Regions from separate parts of the Mus musculus genome. Here region 1 is linked to region 2. A link is a contact called in public HiChIP or PLAC-seq data. All regions are on one chromosome and are shown on one strand. Each heading gives the region's core, a stretch centred on a gene start, on an enhancer-like site or on the middle of the called end of the contact. The rest is flanking DNA. Distances are from core to core; before and after follow the strand shown. Region 1 holds the start of Grhl3 (grainyhead like transcription factor 3). Region 2 holds the start of Hmgn2 (high mobility group nucleosomal binding domain 2).

Region 1 (7,106 bases), core at 1,405-3,904, 1.6 Mb before region 2:
ATGGTTTTGTACCCAAATACAGATGAGGAAACTGAGGTTGGTCACTGGCCCAACCTTATGGTGCTGATAAGGTGCCCGGGCTGGGACTCAAACCCAGCTCTGTGTCTTCTATCAATACTATGCCCTAACAGGGGTAATTTTACACGGAATAGCAAGCTGTCATTACTTAGTACTGTTAGTGGATCTAATTGTGTTTCATCTGATTGGCTGGTCTATGCTTATAATTTCTTAGAGCAACCAAGAGCTGGGATGTCCATGCAAGGGCAGTGATGCCAGCCTCCCCTGGCCCTGGGCTGCATCATACCCCCAAGGACTAGGAAAGGCAGGCAGCCAGACTTGGGCAATATCACTTCAAAATCTTGGCCTCTTTGAGCTGTGGTGGCAAAGGTCTGTGTTGGCCTTGTCACATGGCTGGGAGGACTCCCGGAACCCTGCACACCTGCTCCTTGCATCCGTGGTACCTATCGGGGCACCTTCTGGAGGCTTCCTGTGTAAGGAGTCACAGAGACCCTCTGATGATCTCTAACAATGGCTGTGAGCACAGAGCCAGGACCCAGAGAGGGAGAGGACCCGTTTATAAAGCCCAGCGAGCACAGACATGCCACCCGAAATCCCAGTGTCTCCCCCCACCCCCCCACAAGCTCAGCAAGCATGAGTCACACCACATCCATTGCAACACGGCTGACAGAAACTCTCCAGCCTTTCATGAGGTGAGTTAGTCAGGGAGAAGACTACAAAGAGAAGTGTGCCATCCTTTGGGCTGCCGCGGGCCTGCAGTTCTTCTCAGCACCGTGACTGCTGTAAGCGATCGCTCAGAGCCAGTCACTGCTCACATTGCCGCTGCCTTCAGCTATAGTGAGTGATCTGCATCCCGGTCCCCTCATCTCACGGGATGATAGCAAAGTGCCTGACTCACTTTGGGTATTGACATGATGCATAAAGAAGGCTTGGCACGATACCTGATCTACGCAACATTCACAGCACCTACTGGGAGCCAGACACCTAAGCCAGTGCTGGAGAGTAACCAAGGCAGACAAGGCCTCTTGCTCCTACGGAACTCACGTTCCAGAGGGAAGGGAGATAGACACCTGATGATGTGAGAAAATCCGGAAGGGCTTTGCAGGGAACAGAATAAAGCCATGTGAAACCTGAGGGCTGGATGTCTGTTCTCACAAGCATTACTGGAGAGAGAGCTAGCCGTGTTAGCAATCACCATGGTCCTTAGCTAACCTCAGGGCTCCTTAGGGGTAGCCCTCAAACAGATTCCAATGGGAAAGGACTCCGATCAGTCTTCAAGCCCGGTAGCCCATCCTAAGCAGGCCCTCCTGAGTTATCAGATAGGGCTTCTCAGGGTAAAGTCACCTTTCCTCCAGAGGAACGCTCAAGGTGAGGTACCCAGGAAGAATGAGCAATGAACTGGGGGTGGAGTGGGGGGGGATGGTTGGGAGAGTGGGGGATGGGGAGAGTGGGCATGGGGGCGGGGCTGAGGGTATTGGTAAAAGAGTAAGCATGAGATTCCAAGATTCGCAGCTTAGATCTCTTTTCCTATGAACCCCATGGAAGCTCTCTGTTTCTGCTGGTACTTGTGGGCATTTGGGGATGACCACCCTAGGTTGTTCATAGCCCATCCCCCACCATCCCCTCGCCTAAGAGGCATCTCCTGAGTGCCTAGCACAGAGCACTTACAGTGTACTGGCCAGCTAAGACTCCTGAGGCAACCACCTTCAACTTTTCCATCCTTTCTGGGCTGGCCAGAGGCATGTGGTCTGCCCACATCCCGTTCAGATTGGCATCGCACAAGATGAAAGGCTGCCCTGCCCTAATTCCCTGATTCCCCACCCCATCTCTCTCTCTCTCTCTCTCTCTCTCTCTCTCTCTCTCTCACACACACACACACACACACACACACACTCATGCACATTGGGGGAGGGGGGGCTCCTCCTGAATAGAAACCAGCATTTTCTTTCCCCGCTATTGCCCCAGAACCCAGAGCGAGGAGACCTTGCACACTCGGTACTTAGTAAATGTCCCCTGTCAACTGAGGCCACCAACTTCAACTCAAGGAGTAGCTAGTCTCCCAGATGACTGAACGGGTCTCTGACACTGGCTCTCACCCTTAGGCAAGGCACCCTGCCTCTCCAACCTACATTTCCTCGATCACCTGTAGAGGGCATGGGGTTGGTTGGGGTGGAAGGGAGAGTTGACAGAAAGTCCTTCCTAGCTGGTTACTGGGAGAATAGGAAGAAATCACTTAGCTAACAAGACTAGAACCTGTGGTGTTTGTTACCCGAAGGGGAAAGTTCTGGAGAAAAGAGAGGGGACTCACAGAGAGCTACCTGCTCTCTTCCGTGAAATTTTCCGGGTAGAGAAGGTGACTATAAAGAGATATGGTGTCTGTGGGGAGATGTTTGTGGGATCCAGGATCCGAGCGATGAGATGGACAGAGATTTCCCTTTGAGCCAAGTACCTGTCTGTATTTTTCCTCTAGTTCTCCCGTTCCTTCCCAACGTTTGTCTCCTCCCTTTTCCCTCGTCTCCACCCCCTCACCCCCTCAGCTAAGAAGGAATTGGCCGGCTCCACCCAGTCAGCCCCCCGGAGCTCCGCCCCTGCTGGTGGGCCAAAAGTTAACATCTGCACCTGCTGTGGTCTAGCTGCAGTCGGCACCTGTGCTTCCAGCCAATCAGCGCCACCGCAGCCGGGGACCGCTGTCAGCAAAATCTCAACATCCAAAGCGCAACGTAGAGCAAACGCTTCCCCGGGCAGGAAGGGAATGTCTGTGTCAGAGGAGAATTAAGAGACGAGTGGTCAGCAGCGCCTGCGAGCCAACCAGAGACGGATCGCTGGAACCTCGGAGAAGGAAGATGTCGAATGAACTTGAGTGAGTAAAGCCACGGATGTCTGGCCTCCCGGCCTCCCCAGCACACCGAGGCTGGCTGGGATTCCCTGCAGAGGGAAGAGCAAGGGAGGCCGGGCGCCCGGATTCACACGGCAATTTGTAAGGGTGAATGAATGGGCTGACGATCCTGCCTTAGCGTGTTGAGGCACGTTCAGCTCTCTATCTAGAGCTGACTGTTTCCCTGGGAAAATAGTTTTTCTTTCTCTCTGTGCTGAGCAGTTTCGAGGAAGGCAAACACCCGGGCTGCCTGAAACCGTGAATCTTGGCATCGCTTTTTGATACTCTGGAGGTGCCTTGGAAATCAGAGACACTCCCGCCCCAGGGAAGCTTTCTCTCCTCTTGCCAAAGGGAACGTCTTGGAGGTGGTTCTCAGAGCTGTCTTATGCAAAGAGTTGAGTTTCTCTAAAGGTCCTTTATGTTGAGTTGGAACAGTCCCAAGCGATCTGGCTACTATAGTGTAATGGCTGTATACATGGGCTCTGTAGTGGCTTTCCTTAGGTTCAAACCCAGGCTCCGTCTCTCCTCCGCTGTTCATTCTTAAAAAGTCGTTGGACTTATCTGAGCTTCATTTTCCTGATTTGGAAATTTGGAACAAGAGAACTTTGTAGAGTTCTTAGGTGTGCTGAAAGCTGTAAAAATGCTTACCAAAGAGAAAGGGGTCTGAAGTTGCGTTCAATAAATTGTGGTCAGTTTTATCCAGAGGCAGTGCTAACGCTGGGGAAGCCGAGGACTAGATTTTGGTGAGGTCATCTGTGTTGTCTGGCGAGAGGCAGGTGCATTCCTGCCCACATCTGGGATCTAGAATCCCTTGACTGGCTGACGCTGACCTCACTCTCAGCCTCAGTATCAGGTACAGATGTTGGAGAAGACAGAAGTCGAGGGTGTGAGTCGCTTTAAGTTGTGGGCAAGGAGCTAGCAGGAAAGAAACAGACTTCCCCTTTCTCCCCTCTTTAGCAGTGACCCTCTTGTTGTTTCCTCCCCTTCTCTGTCTCTCTCTTTGGAGCTTTTCCTCAGCAGGTTAAGAACTCAAACGCTTGCAGGCAGAATTGATGGGTCCTAACTGCAGACAGGAACCCATGTACCGGCTAGCTCTGGGGTGTGTCCGGCTTGAACAGCCACATCTACTGTCCAACCACTATGGTTACAAGCATCAGGTTTCTTTTTTAATAGATTCTCAGGACACTGTTTTGACAGTTGAACCCCAATTAAAGTAAAAATAGAAACACAGTGTTAGGGCCCAGATTCAAGCCCCAACCCCTGAACTTATTATCTGAGTGACCCAAGCCTGCATCTCCTGGACTGTGCGTGCTGTGACCAAGTGGCAGTCCTTACAGGGTTCAGTTTTATGACAGTGATTGATTTAAAGCCTGTTAGGGAACATGCTAATAATGCCTTTCTCCCTTTGTGGAGACATTAATAATTGGGCATTTCTGAAGCTTTCTTGCTTTTTATTTTTCTATGCTTTACACACACACACACACACACACACACACACACACACACACACTTGAGACACACGTCTCCAGCACACTCACGCATGCCAATTACAGCTGCCTGCGGAGGCTGCAGAGAGAATCTTTTCAGGTTTCTCCTCAGGGGCTATGGAGAAGCTGGCTTACGGAACAGGTTTTCTGCTAGTGTCCTGAATGGTTTGGGTTGGAAGTCGGATGGGCTGACAGAAGAGGCTTCTCCGTTCAGGAAAGCCTGTGCCTGCTGAGTAATGCAGGTCAACTTTGAAGCTACCATTGGAGATTACAGTGATTGACCTGGGGGCTCAGCCACTCTGAGAACTGGGGAGTCTGAGGTTGCCTGTGAGTGTGTGTGTGTGTGTGTGTGTGTGTGTGTGTGTGTGTGTGAGAGAGAGAGAGAGAGAGAGAGAGAGAGAGAGAGAGAACATGTTGTGGGCATGCTTGAGTGTGTGTGCACACACACGTATATGTGTATGGGTGTGTCTGTGTGTGTTCGAGTGTGTTGTAAGTGCCTGTGGAGTCATAGGTTTGAGAGGTCCTGATGCCAACAAGTGCCTGTGAGTGTGTGTGTGTGGATGTGTGTTTTAAGCTGCTGCTGCTGCTGCTGCTGCTGTTGTGGCCTTGTTCTTACTGTGACCTTGGCTGGAATATCCTACTAGGACAAGCAGACATCTCCAGCCCTCAGAGAATAAACAACTTGTCAGCCCTGGGGCATTAGTGAAAAGTCAGGTCCGCATCTGCTTCAAATCAAACTGAGTGAGTCTGCCCTTGCTGACTCTCGGCTTTCTCCTGAGTGAAGTGTCCACTAAGAACCCACCTACCTGACAGGGAAACACTGAGCTGTGGTGGCAGACCACCTCCCCACCCCACCCCAGCGCGGTCCTAGGCCTCCACAGGGAGGTGGCCCTGGAAAGGCTGGCCAATGTAAGTCAGAAACCAGCTCCAGGCAGCTGGTGGGTGGTGAGCACCTGGCCTTTCATGTGGTCAGACCCAGCGCCTGGCACCTCTGTCAGCCACCCTGCTTCCAGCCCACAGCCTAGCAGTACCCAGTGGCGGGGGCTGGCTGCAAGGGTTCCTGGAGCGCTAGCTTCGGACTCCCCAGGAAAAACAACCTGAACCTCCACACTGCCCACCATGGGCCTGGCTAAGTGGGCGGTCTGGCACAGGCCCTGACCTAGACTGGAGACTGTGGCTCTCTTGAGAGCCAGATTCTTGGTGACCACTGGCCTCTTCAGACCCTCCGCAGTGTCCTACTGTGTACAAGGCTGTCTAAGACACCTGATGAAGGATGGAAGGTTTCACTACCTTTCATACACAGTAGGTCCATTCCGGGGGCACCATGCCTCAGCGCCCTGGCCTCTGCATCCCCACAGCCCGGACCCTCTGCCATCGGTAACAGAGACTGGAGAGTGGCCACTGAGGGTGGCCCTAGGCTAGAGGGCTCACAACGCCTCCCCCTCCCCCTTAGGCCCGCAGCGCTGAAAGAGTTAACTCGGAGCGCCGCCCCGCTGCGGTTTTGTGGTCGAAACCATGATTGCCAGGAGCAAATTTTTGTCGTGCAGGAGGTGTGTTATTAAAAGTCGGAGTTACGCGGCTGGTGAATGAAAAGTTAAAAGCCCTCATTAAGCTCGGGCTGTAAAACGGGGCGGAGCGGGGGCGGGAGCAAGAGGGGCGGGGGGAGGGGTGTTAACGGAGGCAGCTGCGCCTGTAAGCAAGGTCTGGGAAGCGTGCTAGCCCCATGCAGTCACAAAAAGACTGACAGTGGCCCCGATCCCCGAGACCCAGACTCTTGCTAGCGCTTAATCAGCATATCTATTTTGTCCCTTTTGGTAATCCCAAGAGGGATGGGTGTGTATTCAGTGACATTGAGTAGCCAAGATTTCATGGAAGAGCCAGGCTCTCCTCTGGATCCAACCAGACTAAAGTTTCTAAGCCTGGACATTAGGTATAAGATGTAGATCGACCCTGCCTTTCGTTTTTCCTGTAGGTTCCCTGCTATGTATGTATGTATGTATGTATGTATGTATACGAGACCTTGCCTCTGTGTAACCTGTCTGGAACGTAGGTAACTCAGACCGACTTTCAACTCACGATCCTCCTGCCTCAGCTTCTTCAAGGTTGGGATTACAGGTGTGCACCGCCACACCCGACTCGTATTTTATATACTTGAGTTTTACAAGCCTGTGTAACTTTTGAAATGAGGCAAGGGAAGAGAGAGTTATTATTTGTAAGAAATAATTATTATTGGCTCATCCATAACACCAATCTCCAAACGTAGTTGCCGTGAGGAGGGGGGGTTAGCTCAGTTAGAGCATTTACCTGGCACGTACAGGCGCTGAGCTCAAACCCCAGCCCCACCACTAAAAGTAAGTAAATAAAAGAGGTCCCTGGCTGGTCCTCACGTGGGAACTTGGATATGCAAATTCTTAGCCCTGCCCTAGACTGAATCAGACTAAACTCTGAGGGCGGGACTGCCATTCTTTGTTTTGACAGGCCTTCCAGGTGATCCTGACTTAGTTTTTAAACCGCTGGCCCGGGAGACCAAGTAGAGGATGGGAAAAGAAGGCTCCCAGGTCGGCCTCTGACCTGCTGTGTCATTGCTGAGTCAGCTGACCCAGAGCCCTGCGGCAGGGTCACACCTGTGTTAAAGCCCAGACGGCTCACAGATGGCAGGTTGGTGAGTTTTCCCTGAGCGCTTCGTATCAGTGAATGCCTGCATAAAGCAGCGATAAGAATGCCCA
Region 2 (7,335 bases), core at 704-3,203:
GAGGAGAGAAGATGACCTCTGAAGAAAGGTCTCTGCTGAGCTAGTCTGCTTCAGGTGTCTCTGAGCTGTGAGTACTAGCCAGAACCACCAACCAAATGTCACTCTGGTCTCATGCTGTCTGTAAGCCCTCCCCCCAGCACCTCCCTCCCCAAAACGTGCGCTATGCCTTCTTCCCCATCCCTATTTCTGTGCCCAGATGCCTGGCACTGGTGAACTTTTTGGCCATCTTCTTCCTATCAGAATCAAAAAAGGCCTGACACTGAAACCAAGAGCCAATCAGTGCACCCTTTGGCAAGGCCCCCTGTACACCTGGCACTCCCCAAAAGCAATCCCTGGCACAGAGATCCCCAAGAGCAGGTGCTGTGCATTTTCCAGCTTTACAATGAGGCTGTTGACAGCTTTAATTAGGGAGGCATGAATTATGTGGCTATAATACAGAGCCCTACAATTAAGGCGGGAATGAGAGGCTGGAGGCAGCAAACGGAATCTGCCGGGCAAGCAGGGCTGTTGAGGCCTGGCTGACTTTCTCTTAAGATTGGAGTACAGTAGCGGTGATTAATGGGGCTGGTATCTTCCAGCCCCAGGACCTGTATTCTGGGAAAGGTGCACAGGGTGGGGTGGAGGATGGCTGCCTCGGGAGCCACTGTGGGCGTGGAAAGGAGAGGCAGATCCACTGTTGTCCAGAGGCAAAGGCTGAAAAATGCTTGATTTGAATTCGCAGATGTCTGCTTTCTGCTGCCATGGCTATTACAAACTAGCTTCAACCCTTGCCTCAGAAATTAAGATGGGACCTATTTTGTGCCTTCCGCCTGAGCACCAAACACCCTATTGCAGATGTTAGCCAGTTGTGTTATGGATGTCAAAAAGAATTTAAAATTTTCTTTTTGAGATACAAGGTTTGTGTGGTAACTGCAAACGAGAGAAGGTTTTGCTTTACTGCTGCAGTTGGCCCCCTCCATCGGGTGCACTCAGCTAGCTCTAGAAGGCCGGACTTTGGGCGGGGGTGGCCTGGAAGGGCCCCTCTGCCATCACACCTGTTCATCTACTTGTTTCCTAATCTTCCGGCGCTTCCCTTCAACCGCCTTTTCCTCACGCAACCGAGAGCAAGCCAGCTCGATGGTGTGTGAGGCGGGCTTTAGCCAGCTGTGGCATCTGCAAAGCCCAGGTTCCATGGCCTCTGCTGAGTGGGGGCAGCTGGGTAGCTGCAGCCCAGACCCAGAGAGCCGAGTGGGAGGGGCGTGCTCCCGGGCTGGGGCGCCGGCTTTTCTCCACCATTCTGTGACAGGGGCCAGAGGGGATTTAAGGAAGCTACCAGGCAGATGTTGGGGGGCTGTTTAACGTTGGGGAGGCGGCTCAGCAGTAGGTGCTGAAAGGACAGCTCCTACCTGCCCCGCTGTACCCGAAAGGCATCCCTGTGTGGAAAGTCTCCCCTCCCAGCCCACACCTCCACATCCCGTGGACTGCTTTCCAGGTGAGCACACCGAGGGACTCCCCAAGGTGGCAACTCAAAAGGATGCACGTCCGACTGCGCCAAGCTTAGCCTCCCGGCTCTCAGCCCACGGGAGCCCGTGGTCCCCGGGGCTGCGGCCGGCGCGCTTCCCGCCGCCTCTGGAGCTGGGCGGCGCGGCCAGGCCTCACAAACCCCTCTGCTGGGGCCCCGGCGGGAGCAGGAAGGAAAGCGGCCGAGATGTGCCCAGTGTCGCACGGCTTGGAGAAGTGGGTAGAAGGGTTGCATAAGGTGGAAGGAACTTGGTAGTTTGCAAAAGCCAGGTCTGGGCGGGAGCGGAACCCCAAGCCTGCCGCCTCGCGCGCCCCTCATTTATTACCTCCGACTCCGAGGCGCGCCCCCTCCCCCAAGGCGCGCCGCCGTCTCGAGCGCCCTCCCCCTGCACCCCCTCCTCACTCCAGAGGAGGTGAGTTTAAACCCCGCCCACGTGACCCCAACTGGGCCAATGAGCGGCGACGGGAGGTGAAATCCGGTTCTAACCGGTCCGGGGCTCCCAGCGCTATAAAAACTTTATAAACCCCCCGGAGCCCGAGCAGTGTGAGGAAGCAGCGAGGACGACCCCCGGACGGAGCAAACCCGCGCGCCGCTGTATCCCCGTGCTCAGCGCCGACGTCCCCTGCCGCCACCATGCCCAAAAGAAAGGTACGTGGCGCGAGCGCGCGGGCGCCCCGGGACCACCGCCAGCCTCGGGCTCGGGACTCGGCGGTAGGTCGGGCGCGGCGCGAGGTTCCAGCCCGAGTCCGGCTGCGGGGCGAATCGTGCGAGGCGCGCTGCCCGCGGGCGCCAGAAGCCATATTGGAGGCTCGGTGGCGGTAGCAGGAGGAGCCATGTTGGCAGCTGTTTATCCCGCTCCCTGTGGCCGCCCGCGCCCCCTCCCCCACCGGCAGCCCCCTCCCCTCCTCCCTTCCTCCCGCGGGCGAGCGAGCGAACGAGCGGGCGATTCAAACCCGAAAGGGCGGGAAGGCGGCGCTCGGCTGGGCGGGCGGGGGAGCGCGCTGCCGCCAAAACTGCGTCCGCGAGGGGCGGGCCCGCGGCGTGGCTCCGCCCTCCCCGGCCGCCCACGTTCCGGGCGCACGAGACGCGCGCCCCCGCCCACGGCTTCCCCGAGCTCCCGCCCTCGACGGCTGCCATGGCAACGGCGCCAGGCGCCGCCTCCGGAGAGGTTTGTTTGCACAATCTGCAGCTGTTAATGCCTGGCGCTGGTGGCTCCGAGCGCCTGTGGGGCCAGGCTCCAGCTTCTCCCGCGCTCTGCGGCCAGCCTGCCCGGTCTTCCGTGCGTCTCGGACTTTAGTTGGGCCTTATCCCCGTTAAGGCTTCTTATATAAAACTTGGGTGTATGCGTTTTTAGAATGGGGTCTGACGGTTGCTGTTAAGTTCCGGTTCTCTGAGATTTGCCTCCGAGGTTACAAGTTTTGGTCTTTTTATCATTTTGTAGGCTGAAGGGGATGCTAAAGGAGACAAAACCAAGGTGAAGGACGAGGTGAGTCTTATCCATTGAGGGCAACGCACAAAGCCTTGCGTAGTAGCTACCAAGGTTCTGTGGTAGTAAATGACCACGAATTGTCTCATTAACTTTTCTTTAATGTGAAGCTGACTAGTGAGGAGACCTGTGCTTATTCCTCTTACTTTCTTTTTTAATAGCCACAGAGAAGATCTGCGAGGTTGTCTGCTGTAAGTGTATGCGTCTATTTCCTGATCTTTACCTGATACTGGGAACCACTTGGGGGCGGATCTCTGTGATCCCGTTGCATTATATATGGTGGCTGTTGCACATCTAGAGGTGTTTGCTGTTGTCCCACGTTCTGATGCTTAAGACTAAAGTGAAAGATGGCTTTTACATTGTAAAAGAAAGGTGATCCTGAGAACTAGTTTTCTAAGCTGTGGTTTGATGGGTTGTTTCTTGGGTCTGTGGTACTAATGGTTTCCTCTTCTCCCTCCCCCACTTTTCCAAAATAAGAAACCTGCTCCTCCAAAGCCAGAGCCCAAACCTAAAAAGGCCCCTGCGAAGGTAAGCCAGCCTGAGACACCGCGGTGCTAATTCTAGACTAGGAATTTTCAGAGAACTGTCCTTCCCCACCCTAGCCTAATTCAACGTGAGATGACTCCTTTAGTGGATGCCCTATGCTATTCTGATTGATAGCCTTGTTCCTGAGAACTTGTCCTGTTAGTGTCCTTGGCAGCAGTTATAGAAAACTACAATTGACCTTTAAAAAAGCATTTTTAGCTGTCCTATAATTTGAACAACTCTGGAGGACTGCAAATTGTAATTTATTTTAGCTTAGTAGAGGGGATATAGACAAGCCCTCTTTGTAGAACTTTGTAGGTTATGTCACAGTAACATAAGATGTGCAAGCTAACAAACTCTTGTATCCATCCTTCCTTGGTTTTAGAAGGGAGAGAAGGTACCCAAGGGGAAGAAGGGGAAAGCTGACGCCGGGAAGGATGCGAATAATCCTGCAGAAAATGGAGATGCCAAAACAGACCAGGTAGAGTGGCTGTTCGTTTCTTGTCGGGTGTACCTGCACTTAGTGATAGCCAAACTTCTTGTTACCTGTTATATCTGTGTCACACTGCATTAGATGTGATTTTCCTCCTGCCTGAAATCCTCAGAGGTCTACCATAACCTAAAGCTTGTCCTGATAGGTCACTCATGCTGGTACCATAGAGTTTTAAAGCTGGGAGTGACCTTTGGTCTTCTCTAGTAGGGGGGTGGTTGGCAAGTGGTCTGTTCTTCAGGTGCATGCATGGGGTCTTTTTAAGTACCCAAGACCTGGATTTTAGCCCGGAAACAAGATGATTCCATATAATACTATGAGCAGATAAATTTTGGTGTACATACTGACTTTATCTGTTTTTCATTTAGGCACAGAAAGCTGAAGGTGCTGGAGATGCCAAGTGATGTGTGTGCATTTTTGATAACTGTGTACTTCTGGTGACTGTACAGTTTGAAATACTATTTTTTATCAAGTTTTATAAAAATGCAGAATTTCGTTTTACTTTTTTTTTTTAAGCTATATTGTTAGCACACAGAACACTTCATTACTGGGTGGGGGAAGGATCATGTGTCAGTAACAAAATCTCTCCCAAGCTGGATTGAGGACAGAAAACCTCTTTCCCTGATAATTTTGGAAGGCTCCTGTTGGCTCCCAGGAGAGAGATCCTGGTCTTGACCTAGGTGGCCACCAAGGCACAACAATGCCTTGTGGTCTGGGGAAACTATAAATTCACTTTTATATCCTCTTCCCCCTGTACTATCAACATAGACTTAATTCCCTTAAAAACCAGAGACCTGTTGGAACCGGGCCCCCAAAATTGGTTTCCCAGTCCATTGAGTGATGGGGACTTTGCAGTGACTTCATTGAGTGTTCTCAAAAGAGCACTGGTTCCTTTTATAAAAGATTGTGGATCTTCAGATTGATAATTCTGCCTAAAAGTCAGGGTCGGCTTGTGAAAAGTTGTTAAAACAACATCCTTAATGTGAAATGTCAACCCTCACTCTAAGCTACTTCCCCCTTTTCAAAGCATTGAATGAAGACTTCATTGGGTTTTATAGTGGCTTTCTGATTTTGGTAGTCTATACAAGAAGGGAATTTGGAAGTTCTTGTATATTGTTGATTGTCTGCCCATGTCCTGCCTGAAATACCATGATTGTTTATGAAAAGAATCTTTAATAAAGCTGGTTACAGTTAGGCTTGGAATGCTGCCTCTGATCTTTCCCAACACTGGGGAACCTGCCTTCCAGGTCTCTTGTATTGATCCATTGCTCTTGGATCTGGTCACATGGTGGTAAGTGGAGGTGGGTATATATATATGCTTCCCAGAAATAGACTGGGGAGTGGGTTTGGGAAATGGTTCTTCAAGGACGTGTAGAGATTGATTGGCAGGCCAAGTTTGGTGCGGACACCTAGACCGACTAGAGTGCTGTTGGCCTTTCTTGGGGCAGTGTTCTTGTATCAAGGTCAAGCTAACAGTTAACTTCTTAAAGCTTTGGGATGGGTTTTCTGTCTGAGACGGTGGGAACAGTGTACTCATATATTGAATCTTAAGAAAAGAATGTTGGACCTGTACCTTGGGGACATTCACTCTGACTTTGGGGACAGTTCCAGAGAGGGGAGCCTGTGGTTATGGTTAGCAGGTTGGTGCTTGAGCAAAACTTGAAGCTATAATTGGGTTCAGTACCATTCTTCAGATTGTAAATATCGTTTAACCATGGACTGCATGCAGTTCTTCCATGAGCTGTGGCAGTCTCTGGGCCAGTTACCAAGTAGACATTGCCGCCATGTGTCATGGCAGGTAGTTTTCCCAGTTGCAGGTCACTGTTGCCAAATAATGGGATAAGTGTGTTGAGCTTCAACTTTGATCTCTATTCCCATAGATTGGCCGGTTTAGCATCTGCTTTGTTGGATCTACTAAAGCAGACACAGCCATGTGCCACCTGCTGTACTTTTATACTATTATACTGTAGCCCCACTACACTTGGGAGGCTTAGTCAAGGCCAAAGTTCAAGTTCATCCTAAACTATGCAGGTCCAAGACCAAATTTGGCCACATCAAAACCATTTCAGCACCAAAAACAGACCCTTCTGGGGCATTGATGCATGGCTCAGTGGTGACTTAGTGACTTACAGAAGTTGCTAGCTCACACATGACCGGCTAACCCCTGGTATTTTTAACTCTAGTTCTGACTGTCTGTGTACCAGGCGCACATGTGGTGCACAGACATGTAGACAAAAATTCTTAATAGTGAACTCTTACCAACTCAGGACCTGCTGTAACCAGTCTCAGCTCCCTCCCTGCGCCCCACCTATCCCCAGACACCATTTCTTTGCACAGCCATGGCTGACCTAGAATTCCCTCAGGAGACTCAGCTGTCCTCAGACTGTCTCTGCCTGCTTCTGCTTCCAGAGTGCTGGGATAAAAGGCTTGCCACACTACCACCGCTCAGTCCCAGCTCTTAGGGAAGGACATCTAAATACTGTTATTTATGGACATTGTCTGACTCTTCAAATATACCAATATGCAGAGGCAGGATTTCAGGGTTTTTTCCTCAGCTGAGTTGCCAGGGTTACCTAAGATTATCAGTAAATGCAGACATTTATGATTCACAACAGGAGCAAAATTACAGTTACAAAGTAGCCATGAAAATGCCTTGGTCGTGGGTCAGTACAACATGAACTAACTGTATTAGAACCACTGACAGAATCACAAGACAAGAGGGGCTGTTGGTGTACAGCTTTTCACCCCACAGCCCGTGACCTCCAGACCTGGCCTCATCTGATTTGGTCCAACAAATGATCTGTGTGTTGTGTGCAGGTTTGTGTAGACAGACACTCTTAATTCCAGAATGCTTGGATCATTCCTTTCCGCCCTGAAAAGCCACATGCTCACTGGCAGTCAATGCCCACTCCCCCTTCCGTAAGCCAAATCATCGATCTAAAGATTATTCAGAACATTTTTAAAATGTAATCAGAGTCTGGTTGTCTATTGAAACGTCGCATTGTGTTCAAGGCCATTCTTCATACAGAATTAATGCGTTGCTGCCCCTGAGGATGTTCTGTGGTGTCCACGCATGCCCCTTTACATCTACTCATGAATTACAGGACACTGGAGTTTCCACTTGGGGCTGGTCTAAGTGTTGTGTCAGCTCACTTCAATTGGGCATGGTCCCAGGAATGGAGTTTCTGCATTGCATGGTGACTCAACTTTCTGAAGACTGCCCAGGTTCTTAAAGTGGTGGCCCCATTTAATGTTTCCACCAGTGACCTTTGAAGGTTCCGTGCCTTCGCATCTCCCTCGACCAGTGCCCATTTTTCTTCTAGATATCCTAGT

Evidence for each region. HiChIP or PLAC-seq counts read pairs in DNA pulled down with a chosen protein or histone mark.
Region 1: a contact with region 2 is called in a FOXA1 HiChIP or PLAC-seq map of pancreatic cancer cells. The contact joins the promoter of Grhl3 here to the promoter of Hmgn2 in region 2. A contact is called at or near these places in 1 of 39 promoter capture datasets (liver) and 1 of 115 datasets of contacts at active chromatin or transcription factors (pancreatic cancer cells).

What each region holds. Positions count from the first base shown.
Region 1 is chr4:135,569,180-135,576,285 of GRCm38.p6, reverse strand. Grhl3 (grainyhead like transcription factor 3) reads left to right here and starts at 2,654. Exons shown (of 16, transcript NM_001013756.2): 1 at 2,654-2,878. The coding sequence starts at 2,862. Gm30888 (a long non-coding RNA gene) reads right to left here and starts at 2,706. Exons shown (of 3, transcript XR_390832.2): 1 at 2,638-2,706.
Region 2 is chr4:133,962,609-133,969,943 of GRCm38.p6, reverse strand. Hmgn2 (high mobility group nucleosomal binding domain 2) reads left to right here and starts at 1,953. Exons shown (of 6, transcript NM_016957.3): 1 at 1,953-2,149; 2 at 2,943-2,987; 3 at 3,149-3,178; 4 at 3,465-3,515; 5 at 3,898-3,993; 6 at 4,371-5,205. The coding sequence starts at 2,135. The coding sequence ends at 4,406. Dhdds (dehydrodolichyl diphosphate synthase) reads left to right here. Exons shown (of 9, transcript NM_001362959.1): 9 at 1-916.